Linked DNA regions of Acanthopagrus latus: region 2 is linked to region 1. A link is a contact called in public Hi-C data. All regions are on one chromosome and are shown on one strand. The core of a region is the stretch at or near the end of the contact, and the rest is flanking DNA. Distances in the headings are between cores, read along the strand shown.

What was found. Hi-C and Micro-C count contacts between places; a contact is called where the count stands out from the background.
Region 2: a contact with region 1 is called in a Hi-C map of muscle, with 2.9 times the contacts expected there. The contact joins the promoter of abrab here to the promoter of sdc2 in region 1. A contact is called at or near these places in 2 of 4 Hi-C or Micro-C datasets (both in muscle).

What each region holds. Positions count from the first base shown.
Region 1 is chr3:6,981,400-6,987,852 of fAcaLat1.1, reverse strand. It overlaps sdc2 (syndecan-2), which reads right to left and starts at 1,487. Exons shown (of 5, transcript XM_037093679.1): 1 at 953-1,487. The coding sequence starts at 1,012. LOC119017228 (protein phosphatase 1 regulatory subunit 36) reads right to left here. Exons shown (of 11, transcript XM_037093758.1): 11 at 4,983-5,512. The coding sequence ends at 5,269.
Region 2 is chr3:7,239,435-7,246,595 of fAcaLat1.1, reverse strand. abrab (actin binding Rho activating protein b) reads right to left here and starts at 2,236. Exons shown (of 2, transcript XM_037093373.1): 1 at 1,111-2,236; 2 at 1-108. The coding sequence starts at 1,916.

The DNA.
Region 1 (6,453 bases), core at 238-2,737:
CAGGAGGGGACAAATAATGACAGGGGCTGCGACATGAATGTGCCAAAATCTGTCAGTCGCACAGCCCCGGCCAATTTGCAGGGCCGATGCACACTCGAGTGAGGAAAGGCACGACCGAGGAAATCAAGAGGAATGGAGCAGCAAAAAAGAATGGGTTTTAAAAACTTTCTGAAAACACTGAAGATGAGACTCATAAGTTTGCTCGGATAAGCGTTATGCCATTTAAATGCCACGACTGCTCAATAATTGCCAGAATAAAGGAGAGGATAAAGATGCATCTGTCTGGCAAAGCTGCGTGGATCCAATAAGTATGACATTTACTCAATATTGCATCCATTTCTGCGAGCACAGCCCTGCATCATAACAAAAAATCAGTGTTTATACAGGTGAAACACAACCAGGGGCGCTCTGACAGTCAGCCTGGTGATAACTTCCTTCGATTCAAGTGTCATATAGTCTCAAACTGTCCCAATGTCATGTGAGATTTCTAAAGATCTCCTGGAAAATGAGTCTTTGCTGTTGGTGCAACGACATCACAGTAAATACAATCAACTTTATTCACATTGGTCCCTTTAAAAAAAAAAACTGAAGTTGAAGATAATCACATTAACCTCTGCAGGCTCCATCCAAGCATCTTATATGATATAGAGGGGGAAAAATGCTGTAGAGACAAAGTGGCAGTCAGCAATAGGCCTGTGTACAGTCAGATGTCAGACAGAGACTCACACTTGTCCAACTTGTCAAACTGTGATATCACGGGTTTGTACCACACATCTATGGGAGCATTTTAAGATAAAAAGCAGACACACAGGTTGATTCGTGGGGTGAGTGTGTGTCTCAATCAAACTGCACAGACCGCAGCAGAGAGCGATCGGACCCCAGGTCCCCCCCACACCACACCAAATCACCACCGTTTGTCAAGTAGTAGTTCGCAGTCCAGAGTTTAACTTACCGTTTCCCCGGAGAGGAAGACGGTCAGCCCGAGGGTCAAAATTATCCATGCGTTCCTCATTATTCCTCAATTAAAAACGCGTCGTTAGGAGCGAAAACGTCAAATCTTTCCCCCTCTTCTTCTTCGTTTCTTTCCTTCCTCGCACCCTTCGCTCCAACTCCTGCCGCTTCTCTCTCTCTCAGGAGTGGGATCCCACCGGATACGTGTTGCGTTTTGGGTTATTCCTCCCCCCTCTCGCTCTCTCTCTCTCTCTCTCTCTCTCTCGCTCTCTTTCGCTCTCTCTCTCCAGGCACTTCTTCTTCTTTTCTTTTTAAATCTGACGCAAATAAAAACGTAAAAGCTGCACGAACAAGCACGTTTTGTTATTGTTGTTGTTTGTTTTTTGCGTGTGTTTTTTTTTTTGTTGTGTAGCAAAACTGCAAAAGTCCTCCGCGCGCCCCGCGTGAGTGGAGAAAAAAAGAAAATCCGCACGAGACGGCTCGCTCGCGCTGCTCTCTCCCTCAGCGCTCACTTGAGAATAACGAGGACGGAGCGTGGAGAGACAGAGAGAGGGGCGCGCGCGCACGGACTGACGCGCTTTTGCTGTGAGTGCGTGCGTGCGCTCCTTTTTCGGCCGTGACACCGCGAGAACTTGCAACTAAGTACCCCCCCCCTAAAAAATAAGACACCGATCAAAGCAAACTAATTACATCGTCCGTTGACGCTCTGATAGGAATTACTGCTGATTATTGCATTATTGTTATTATTATTTTGTATCTGCAGGGGAGGTCGGATAACAAACCCGCGCGGCTAATTGAGCCATTTATCTCCACGTCGAGATAACGATCATTAATTGCACCCTAATGAGAATTTTTTTTCTTTTTTTCCCGTATTTCCATTCAATCGCCTCTCTGAATGACAAACGAGTCTCCTCTGTTCATTGCTGCATTAAAAAAAAGAAGAAAAAAAAAGAAGAGATCCTGTGGACACATCCGATAAGGTGTTTTCTGTAATTTCACCGTGTGATGAAATACCCAACATCCCAGTTAAGAGAGATGCACTGGAGTTAAACAGAGAAAAAAAGGAGTTGTATCAGTTTTGTAAGTTCAGCCATCCATGGGCAAAGTCTCCCCCTGCTGGTGTTGTGAGCTAGTAACTCATCCACAGTCAACACAGTGGTACATTTACTGCACAGTCTCCATCTCCAAACTCTTTATAACTGGGTCTTTACATGCAGGAGCTCACCCAGAAATTTAAATCCAGTCATTATCTATTCACCCTCATGCTGATGCAAAGACATGTTTTGTAGTCCACAAAACATTTCTGGAGCTTCACAGCAAAACCAGTGTGGCAGCACACTTAGTAGATAGTAGACCCCACACAAGTAGATGAGAACTTGATTTAAAAATGTAGAAAAAATCCAACATAACAAACATGAAAAGGTTCAATTTCCTTGGCATAATCTTCAGAAGCCCTGACAACCCAAATTGATTAAAAAAGATGTTATTTACACCCTTTCATAAGCAAAATCTTCACTGTAGCTGCAAAGCTAAAAGAGTTAGCACGCACCCCACTTCAAAGTATGACTTTTACAAATCGTACTTTCCAAAGAGACTTGAAATACGTAAGCTATTTAGGAGAATGCTGCAATGCTGTTTTGCTGTGGACTACAAAATCCTTCCGTTGGCATGTAGGTGAGTAGATAATGACTGATTTTTCATTTTTGGGTGAACTTATCCTCCCAATTTTATAATTCTGACAATGTAACCTCGGTCACATGTATGTAAGTTTCCACATTCTGCCCCAATTTAAACTCCCTTCCAAGGTTTCGAGGTTATTCAGGTTGGAAGTGTTTTGAGTCAATGATAAGTTCATTTTTATTAGTTCTGTGCTTGTGGGATTAAAGGATAAGCTCACCCGAAAATTAAACATTCAGTGATTATCTATTCACTCACATGCTGATGGAAAGTCAGGCGAAGTTTTGTTGTCCTTCGCAGCAGCACAGTGTTGCAGCATTGTCTTAAAACAATAGAGTTAGGGGACTTAATTTTAAATGGGAACATATTTGTTAATGCCTCACAGTTTTTAAAATCAATCCTGCAAGCTCAGACCTGAATATAGAAACTTGTCCAAATATGCTGTATGTGTTGCTACAACCCAACAAACGATGACAGTACAGATAATGGATGGACTGATGCATGAAAACTTGCATTTATTATTTTAGAGTGACAAATTAAGATTATAGGAGCAACATTATATATATCCTAGCACATTATTTAACTGATTTAATATTTCACAATTATCACTTTATTTAAGAAGCCTTATTGGATAGAAACAGACTTGCAGAGCACATAGATAAGCTTTAAAACATGTTCTCCAAATGCTCGATTTAAGAGGCACTTTTGTGATTAGCAGCCGTCAAGTCAGTGTAGTTGTGCAGATAGAAGGTGACTTCCTTTAGATGCAGAGGACAGGACTTGTTGATGTTTGTAAAGCAGACTGAAACAGAATGCAGGTGGTCTACTCCCAGAAACACGACATGTATCGATCATAATTTGGCTGAAATGTGAATATGCTCCACCTGCCCTGGTGCTCGAGGTAAGTACACGCTGTGGTATCTGCATATGCTTGCTGAGCTCAACGACATGATATCGCACCCTTGACACGTTTGAACCAATTACGCCGTGAAGAGATTCACAGCTGAATGATGAAGCTTTGCTAATTAGTGCCATTGCTGGATCTCTCATTTGGAGAAAAAGACAAACTTTCAGGAATTTTGAAAGGCAACTTGTATCGTTCTGTCAACTGACGAACAAGGATATATCTAAATATGCAACTGTTATCTTATGTTGTGCGTATCGTCAAAATCCTCACAGGCGAGTCTATCCTATTGGCATTGCCCCTGGGCAGTTACTTTGTTCTAACAAAACCATGCCCCTATCTACCGAATGGGGAGAGAGCCATAACTTCAGAGCCTTCTCTTATAATGTCTCCAGTATTGTAGCTTAGCATAAAGACTTGCATTTTAAAGCTCAGCACCTATCTTGTTCTTGAAATCTGTATAAAAAAGTGTAGAAACAGTTATCCTTTTTATTATAATTAAGTTTCGAGTATCAACGAGTGTCAGTCTCCCTTAATTCTCAGCAAGATGCAAAAACATGACACTTCCAACAACTTGGAACTATTCCTTTAATATAGTAGTCAAGATTACAGCCAATCTTTTCCTCTCATTTATACTGAGTTTCTGTTCCACTGCCACTGTAGCACCTCTTTGATTATTTAGTCAGTCCAGGGAAAAGGACATTTTCACTGGTAAGGCAGGTTTCACTGTGTCAGGTATCTGACTGCTTGCCAGGTGATTAGCAACACTGGTCTGGAGAACAGGTGAAAGTAGCTGCAGAAGAAGAGGGGAGAAAGAAGCAGGTCCCATCTGATTTGACTAATTCTGAATAATAAAAAAAAGAAAAAAGAAGAAAGAAAAAAAACAGAGGAAGAGCTTGACTCGTTCCTGGTGTGAAACAGTTTAAATTTACACCAAGAGCACTTCAATTCTTTTAAACTAATTTGAAATAAATCGTGTGACCCATCCCCCATCTTCATGCACAGGCTTCCCAGGCCTCCTCCTCCTCCTCCTCCTCCTCCTCCACCTCCTCCTCCTCAGAGGGCTTAGCTCTACTCCTGGTGTCCCAGATTATGCAGCCAATTAGGGCGAAGCCAAAGCCCCTTCTGCTACCAATCCTGCCTAGAGAGCGGTGTGTGAGAATGTTTGTGCTTGTGTGTGCGCATGTGTGGCATACGGTCATGTTATTGATGGCCTGTTGTGAGGCCAGGACACAGGATGACTCAGTGGTCTACAGGGAAGCCTTCAATGATGTAAATAAAAAGGAAGGTGAACTTGTCGAGATGACAAGCTCTGTAAAGGCTGCATCGTTTGGTTTCCCAAATACATGTAATCCAGTGTGAATTATGCATGCAACATGTTGGACTTCTTTCATTTTCATATGTGAACTGAATATTTTTCAGGCTCTATAGAAAAGTGCAGACCTTCAAAGTTGTTCCGGATTTCATTATATTTTATTCAACAGCACCACCAGCTGGCAAATAAGACAGTGATTTAAATTCAGGAGCAAACACGGTGTGTGTGATGACAGTCCAGGGAGGTGCCGTTGAAAAGGAGCCCCACATGAACAGGGGCAGAATGAAAACCTGCTACTTTCTGTTCTCTGTTTCTGACCCTGTGGGCTGTGCTGAGGAATGCATTTACACATGCAATGTCTGCATAATGCCAATAAAAATGCAAAAAAAACTTTCTCCTAGAAGTTATTCGGCGTCTGAGGTCACTGCCTGAATTGTAGCTGCTGAGAGTTCATGTGGGTGGTGCTGCCAAATCCGGCAAGACCTGTCGACTTGGGTCCCGCGAAGGACGCGCTGGCACCTCGAATATGGATGCCAGTATGGTCCTCGCTGTTGTTATTAACGTCACTCCCTGGTTCTTGTTCGTCTCCATTGTTTTTCTCTTCTTCATAGGGTATCAGGGTACTGCGACTGAATTGTCTCAATGGCATGCCAAGAATGCCAAAGCTGATTTAATAAATACATGAAGAGAGAGAGAGAGAGAGAGAGAGAGAGAGAGAGAGAGAGAGAGAGAGAGAGAGAGAGAGAGAGAGAATACACAGAGTAAGATGGATTCATTGTTGTTTGATTTTCCACAACCCAAGTCAAGATCGTCTTTTTTCCAGTTTCCCCCCCGGTCATGGAATAACCTTCAGAACATATTGCAGCATTAATGATTTTTTTTTTTTCTCCCTGAATTTAAAGCACTGATTTAGTGTAACTGAAGAGACTTTGCTAGTCCGAAAATAGATTTTTTTATTGTGTAGCTTTCATTCCTCTTATTATTTTTATCCCATAAACTCCTATGTGTACGTTGTTGACATGCTCTATTTGATTATTTTGTTAAACTTTGTAATGGTTAGCTTTAATCTCAAGGGTCTTCTCGTTTGAATAAAAGGTACAAAACTTAAAAAAAAAAAAAAGATAAACACATCTGTACTTTCTGTTATGTTGGCCCAAAAGTCACACATTAATTATACACAATAGTTGTGTGTTTGTAGGTAAGTTCAAGACAGTGAATTATTCTCTTCTTTCAGCTGATCTGGTTAGATGATGATTAAGATTTTGCTATGAATCAAATCTATTGTTATTCTGTTTAAAGCCAGACAAAGTGTTCAATGATCATTATGTAGAGTGAGTGGGTATGACTGCACATAATTACAATAGGGCTCAGTTATTTTGTACTAGTTGCTCATTTTTAAGAAGTCAAACAAAACAGGCAGGAGAGTTTTGTTGTTGTTGTTTTCACATTGAATCAACTGTGGCACTTGACCCACTAAAGTTACTGCTTCACTCTGCAGCACTGTGCAGCTTTGAGCTTGTGGTTTAGACTTTTTCAGCCTCACATGGATGGTAGATGTTATGATAGATTTGGTAGATGAATAGTACTTAAGTAAAAGTCTACGTAT
Region 2 (7,161 bases), core at 987-3,486, 260 kb before region 1:
GTGTGCTCTGAGGCCCAGTTCTGCCAGCGGCTCTTGAGGTTGCCCACAGCACTGTATTTCTTTGAAAGGGCGTTGATCTTGTTAGCGTCCTCAGCTTCCTTTTTGTAACTGGGAGAGATGTAAGATCATATTACAAATTAATCAAAAATACACTGTTTTGATCCTGCAAGGGGCAAGGGGAGTTATAAATATGCAGCAGTAAGCAGCTGTTGCCTTTTTTTGTTGGTCTTAAGGGTAAATGCAGACCTAACAGGCAAGTTATCAATGTGAAAACATGGAAGTAAAAGTAATTGGGGCTCATCATCCCAAGAAACCTCCCTGTAAGCTCGAACTGTTTGCATAAAGAAATCTGAATAGATGTAAAAAAGGTTGCCTGGTAAGAAAGGGAGGAAAAAAAAGGGATTGTATAAGGTAAAACAGCTCACTGTCACTATGTGTTTGTGGCTGTTTAATGAGGATATTGAAAAAGCTTGTCAGGCTCTATGATCAGCTGGCAGCAGAACATCGTTTTGACATCATGTGTTGTATTTCAGAGTGGTGCAAAGTCTTTTTCCTACTATCCTGATAATACTTGTCAAATCCTGTGCTGTGCTGTGTTATAGGCAACTGGACGTGTTTCAGTTTCTTGGTCACATTTTCAGCTGTAACTAACTGTAAGGGACTTGCAGGCTTTTAAACTCTGTGTGGGAGTGTCCTTACAGAGTCGATAATGACGCGTGTGAACTCTGAGTTCCAGAGAATCAGATTAATCCATCTATGTCAAACTGGAATGACCGTCTTTGCACAGACAGCTCAACAACCGTTCACACATGAGCTCACCTATCCCACGTGAAGCAGGTTGGGTCATCAACCCACAACTGGCCTGAACAACTCTGAAACTCAGAACTTGCACAGGTCCTTAACTGTGCGATTATCCTTGCAATCCTTGCTTTCTGCATTTTGTCAAAGCTACTTTTGGCTCCGCAACCAACATTTATGCTTAAGATTGATCCTCAACTGTAAACCTCAACATCCTGCTTCAAAAAGAAATATCAGCCTGAGGAAGTAAAGACACTGTTACATCTGATCTATTTATTTCAAAAACAACTTCTCTCTTGAACTTGTACTCACATCGGCACAGTGGGTCTTTTAATCTTGACCAATGACACAGAATCTTCATCCGACTCTTCTTGTTCTGTTTCCTTTAAAGAGCCTGTCCTCTGTGTCCGAGCATCCTCTATGTCCAGTCCCTCCTTCTTTGCCTCGGGGTGTCCACTGTCGTCCTTATCACCACCACCTGTGGGTCCCTCTCCTGTTCCTCCTGCCTCTTTTCCAAGCTTCTGCTCCCTCTCCACCTGCTTCCAGCTTTTGGTCAGCGATGACACCATGTTGGAGCATTTCCTGCGGCGTGTAGGCGAGCTTTTCTTCTTCAGAAGCCGGTCAATCTCCTCATCTGATGGAAGAGACTCCCTCTTGATCTTCTCGGTCAGAAGCCCAACACCAGCACCTTTCTCCACAACCCCGCTGGTCACCGTCTTCACCACTTGCTTCACCTTGATGCAGGATTCAACCGGTGGATCGGCTGAGGTCTTGAGCTCCTCCGTCTTGGGTGCATCTTGGGTTTCCTTGTGAGGAGTCGAGATCTTTTTCACCTCTTCAGAGTTGATGACAGGACTGTGGGAGGCTTCTGTTGGCTGGGTCTGAGAGGGAGGAGGCTTCTTTGGGACCCACTTCTTTAAACGTTCCTCCGCTGGTCCTCCCAGTGAAGACGGAGCCCAGCCACTGGGTTCACTGGCCTGCTTCTTCTCATTATCCATCACCCACTTCTGCCAGCTGCTCGCCAGGCCACACACCATGCTGACTGTGCGGAGCTTCTTAATGTTCTTGTTGGTGGATGGTTTCCTTTGGGCAGCTTGTCCGGCCTGTTTGTCAGACATAGTTATGAGTATTATTGTGTCAATTCAGGCACAATTAAACCCGCTAAGCGATCTTCCTTAACAGCTGTCAGATTAGCCTGATCATATTAATCTTCTCTCTCCGCTCAAATCTCTGTTTTCTGGAACTTTCTCTCCCTCTGTCGCTCCCGAACCACACGCCTGCAGCCACAGCTCTAAAATGGGGAGTGCAACCCTTAACGTGACCGTGGAAAGTATTCGAGTCATCCCATGCTACCAACCTGATCGTCTTTCCCTGGCACCGGTCACCCCAACGGACTCATATTTCATCACAGATTGTGGAGCATGTAACCAGAGGTAAACAGGGCAGTAGACCAGGAGGTGCTGAGTTAATCAGCAAGTGCACTGGCACAAATACCATTGAAGACTTACCACTGCTCACTGTCTCCCATTAAAAGACACAGAGAATCTTTGAGAACAATGCAAATATGTGTTGATGAGACAACCTCTTAGTAATCAAGGGAAATGTACTAACATTGAGTCAGCTAAGTTGTTTTTTTCTAGACTTTAAAAAGACAACAGTCATGTATTGTTTTCCTATGGACCTCACTTTCACTACGCTAATCATTTTGTTGCTAACACTGTCTTTGCGACAGACGTGCCGACATCAATACCACATAGAAACACTTGGAGGGATGAAGGTTTAAAGGTTCCTTTTTCCACTTTAAGTAAAAGCAACAATACAACACTGATAATACAAGTAAATACAATCCTAGATTTGAGATTATACATTAAGTAAAAGCTCATTAATATCAACAACATCATGCACGTTATAGCCGTCAGCTGCTGTATATATTTTGCACTAATAGTAGAATGTTATTGCTGATGCATTAACACTGCCACAACAGGTTGAGGTAGATCATTTTAGCAACTCTATAAATGGTTTGGTACTGTTATTTACATCATTGCATGTCATTTCATAGGTATATCATACGCTTTATATGTTAAAGCTAATAAATGTAGTCGTCCCTGTGGCTGTACTTCAGGATGGTACTTGAGTAAATTTACTTTTAAGAGGTTCCTGTTGTCAGGTTTAACAGCAAATGTTGCAAAGTTTTCAAAGGGAGAAGGGAAGTAATCCATTTAATGATTTCCCTTTGCAGAGAAAACAAAGTAAGACAACCTAATTTGTATTTCTCTGACACATACAGTACTTAAAGGTCTGACATTTATCCTTTTATGCTTAAAGATGTGTCAAAACCTGTGTAGTTCAGTGTATTAGCCGCTGTCGCTTCACACCGACCCTCGAGGGGATGCAGCCAACGCTTCAGCAGAGAGTATCAAACATGCAAGGCGACACTTAATCGGAGGTGTGAAAGGAAACAGGGAACTTCTGAGCAGGAAAGAATGTGATACCTGGGGGAGACAAGGATCTCCTGCTTACGCACGGAGCGGTTTAGTCTTGCAACGCAGCCGGTAGCGAGGTCACAAATCACCCGCACAAATAAGGGATCCTGACATTAACACAAACAACATCAACACTTAACGATTAGCCGATCTGTGCCTTGACAGCGGCGTTTAGTGCTGTTTTAAGAGCTGCACTTTATATGAAGAGACATGTCATGGATTTATGTTTGTTGGTTTTTTGCAGGGGCGGGTTATCTATAAATAGAACTTGGCACACACGCACAGACACGAAGTTGCAGCTGTTGGCAGTCTGTCACGGAGAGTGGAAGTGACTCATCGAGACGTCTTCTCAAACCAAGTCAGAGTGATGATGTGTACAGACTCTCATGCTGCTCTGAGAGGAGGGCCAGTGCTCCACCGCCAGGACAGACAGGCTCATTACAGCTCCAGGTTTCAGTGTGAAAACACACGGAAGAAAATATGTCATTGCTGTCAAAGGTAAAATACAAACAACAAATGTTCTTATACATAACAAAATATTTTTCTTTTTTTTGTTGGATTTAGTTGCAATGAATATGTGAGACACTCCATTAAACATGTCTGAGTGAAAACAGAGGAAGAGGAGCAAAAAAGCCAAGGTGACACACACACACACACACACACACACACACACACACACACACACACACACACACACACACACACACCTCGTGCAGCTGTAAGGAAAACAGAACAAAAACAGAAGTCAGAATTGTTGTTTTCTCGTTGAAAGGACACACAACAGGATAAATCATCCCTCATTCACACCATAATAATGAGTATTTGTGTATCAGGAAATACAATGAGAAAATAGACTGTTATCCCTCCCATATTCAATTGAGGTTCAGTCTGAAAGATTCAGCATGTAGCAAAGGTAAAGAGTCTGTTTTGTTAACTAAATATTTAATGTGAGGGTGGCGGTTCACCAGTAGAGGCTGCTATGGTGTCATAGTTGAAGCACTGCGGCACTCGTCAGCAGGTCTCCTCAGCTCTCTATTCAGTGTTCTCACTCAGATACCCCCGCTACACAAACATGTAAATCTTTATATGTGTGAATCTGCAACACCCTATACCACAGTTACTTGTATAGTGTTAAAGAAAATAATCTAATGTCAATCAATTTTTTTATTGAAACCGCATCTTTAGAGTGGAAAGGAGAGAGTATGAGGCTCTGAGACACAGATTCACACAGGTAAGAGGAAAGAAATACCAAAACACATACTGTCCATGCTGTGAACCATCTGGAACGATGGAGAGAACGTCTTCAGGTGTTTTTCATTCCGCGTCCAAAAAGGAGCTGCAGGCGGGGAAAAGCCCACTCCGAAGATTCGGGCCTACTACACCGGGTGGTCGATAGACTCCACTCCTGGCAGAGGAGGTCCATCTCTGGAGAGAATGCACCTGTGCTTGCTGATGCTCGTCAACATCTGTTGCCGCTGCTTTGTTTACCTTCCACTGCTCGCTCTGGGACTGTTTTCTTTGGCCGTCCTTGTTGCGGCGCATTAATTGCTCAGGAATGCATCCGAGGATCTCTCGCCGCTGCGCTGACCTCTGCGTGATGCTGGTTCGTGTTGTGCTTTGGGGCGTCCTTGCACATAATTGGAATCCTGTTGTTAAAAGGAGATGCTCATTGCTATCATCTTGATTGCGGCGGTAGCTCGAATTAAGTCCGCGTTTATTTGCGGGGACCAGTTAAAATAACCAGATGAAACAGCTGTAACCAGACTCGGAGGATGTTTTCCACTTGATGATTAAATGTGTCTTGTGTTTCCAGACGAATCAACAACGTCATCCGTATCTGTCAAACACATGGCTCAAGACAAATTAGCGGAAATAAGTACACAAAACAACAGATTTGATCCAGCAGCAGAGGGGCTTGTGCTGCTTCCACAGTGGAATGGTGACCTCGACAAAGAAGCCAGCCGCACAAATCTGTCCTGGCCCCGGAAACGTAAACCTCGATGTAATCCACTAATACTTCCTTCCGAAGAGGCTGTATGTTATTGTTTGGCTGTACCACAAGGCCCCGGTGAATAGAAAATGGGAAAGACAGTAAATTAAAGTGAGCTCAATACAGGGGTCAGCGAGGGCCGGCTGGAGGAAGCTTCGATCGCCCCCTGCAGAGGAACCGACAGGATGACGGAGAGCGCTGCTGGAGCCAGATGACTCATTACAGGCTGAAGGGAAGAAGTGGGGTCCCTGGTCTGGGTTCATGTGACAGGTTTCATGCCGATGTATTACATGACGGAGAGGAAGGAATATGATAAAAGAACAGGAGCTCTTTGGTGTGGCAAGTGTTTACAGTTTTAGAGGCTTTAAGAGAGGCTGTTTTGTGTTGGCGATGTTTTCTTCTGCGTCACTGATAACTGCTAATGGGCTTGAATAACATGGGGCGAGGCTGGACTTCCTGAGGCTGTGGTCCTTTGTGCTACATCTGTTTCATAAAATGGAGCGTTAATGATGAATTGAGGAGTCTCGCAGTGAAGCTGCCCGGTAGTCTTCAGAACACGTCCAACATTTATCACAGCTATCTTGGTCACATCCTCATGACGACAAATTATTTGTCAATGACAATACCAGCGACACACTCAGAGAACTGGAGTTACGTCCCGGTAACCGCTCTTTTAGACGCATGTTTAACATTAGGAAGTGACCACAGCAGTCTAAAACTACTGCTACCACACGGTAACAGATTTAACTTGATGCGGTCGGCGTCAGAATGATCCGCAGGGTAGCAAGCATGTCTCTGCTTGGCGTACAAACCCTTGTGCACGGACTTTGAATCCAGCTGCATGGATTTACAAATCCAGTTCTTTTTTCTACTTTGGGACCCTAGAAGGGCTCCGAAGAAAACTACTTGCTTAGATTGAGGAAAAAATAATGGATTGATTGACTGATTAAGCGAGTGTTACTAGTACTCAATTGTTGCCAACACCCTCAAAGTGAAGATCAGTCAGTGTGAGCATTACTAACTGCTCACAGTCTTAGATGTTCTCACGATGTTTCAGATATTTGCCACGTTTGAAACAATTTTTAAACATAACCGTCATCTAAATTATGACATCCTCCTCACCCATTTTCAAGACATTTTGAAGTCATCTGTGAAGTTTTTGGTCAGCTGTTTTCTTTGGACTTGCAACAGGCAGCTAGTTCAGAAACACATTCTGAGGGAACTGCCAACATCACAACGTTTCCAGTTGTCGGAGAATGTTTGATTGGTGCGCCGTGGGCTTTAGCGCCTGAGCCCGGCCAGAACTGCAAACCTTCTTAGAAAGTCCGTAACTAATTTCACCGATACGCCGCGACTTTCATGTTGTTTTGGGAAACCTCGGCAATCAGCCGATTGATTCGTTCAGGTAAGAGGCCGCGTGGAATGAAAAGGGTCTCCTGGAAAAAAGCAAAGGAATATGAATATGAATATGAATTTGCTTTCTAAAGGTGTTACAAGACAAGTGTGTCGGAGTAGTTGGTTCCTTTTTTCTCCCTCAGTGTTGATGTTTGTTGTTGCAAGCGAGTTCTGTTCTTCATTTCAAGAGATTTTGTGATTTTTCCATATTTTAGTGACAGTTTTCACAACTGCGAGAGCATGCAAAGCAAAACGAAGGGCAGATAAAACACCAACACAGAACAGAAAACAGAAAGCATATTCCAAATCTCTGATAGGAAGGCTTCCATTTGCCGTCGTCCTCTGTGTTTCAGCGATATTGAACGTGTTAGTAAAACATATGGGCTATTTGTTTTGAGACATGCTCTCGTTACCAGAGATCTTATAAAAACATGTTGCCTTTGGCTCAGACCTCTTCAGTCAGCAATCACACATCATTACCTCTGACCGCCGCAG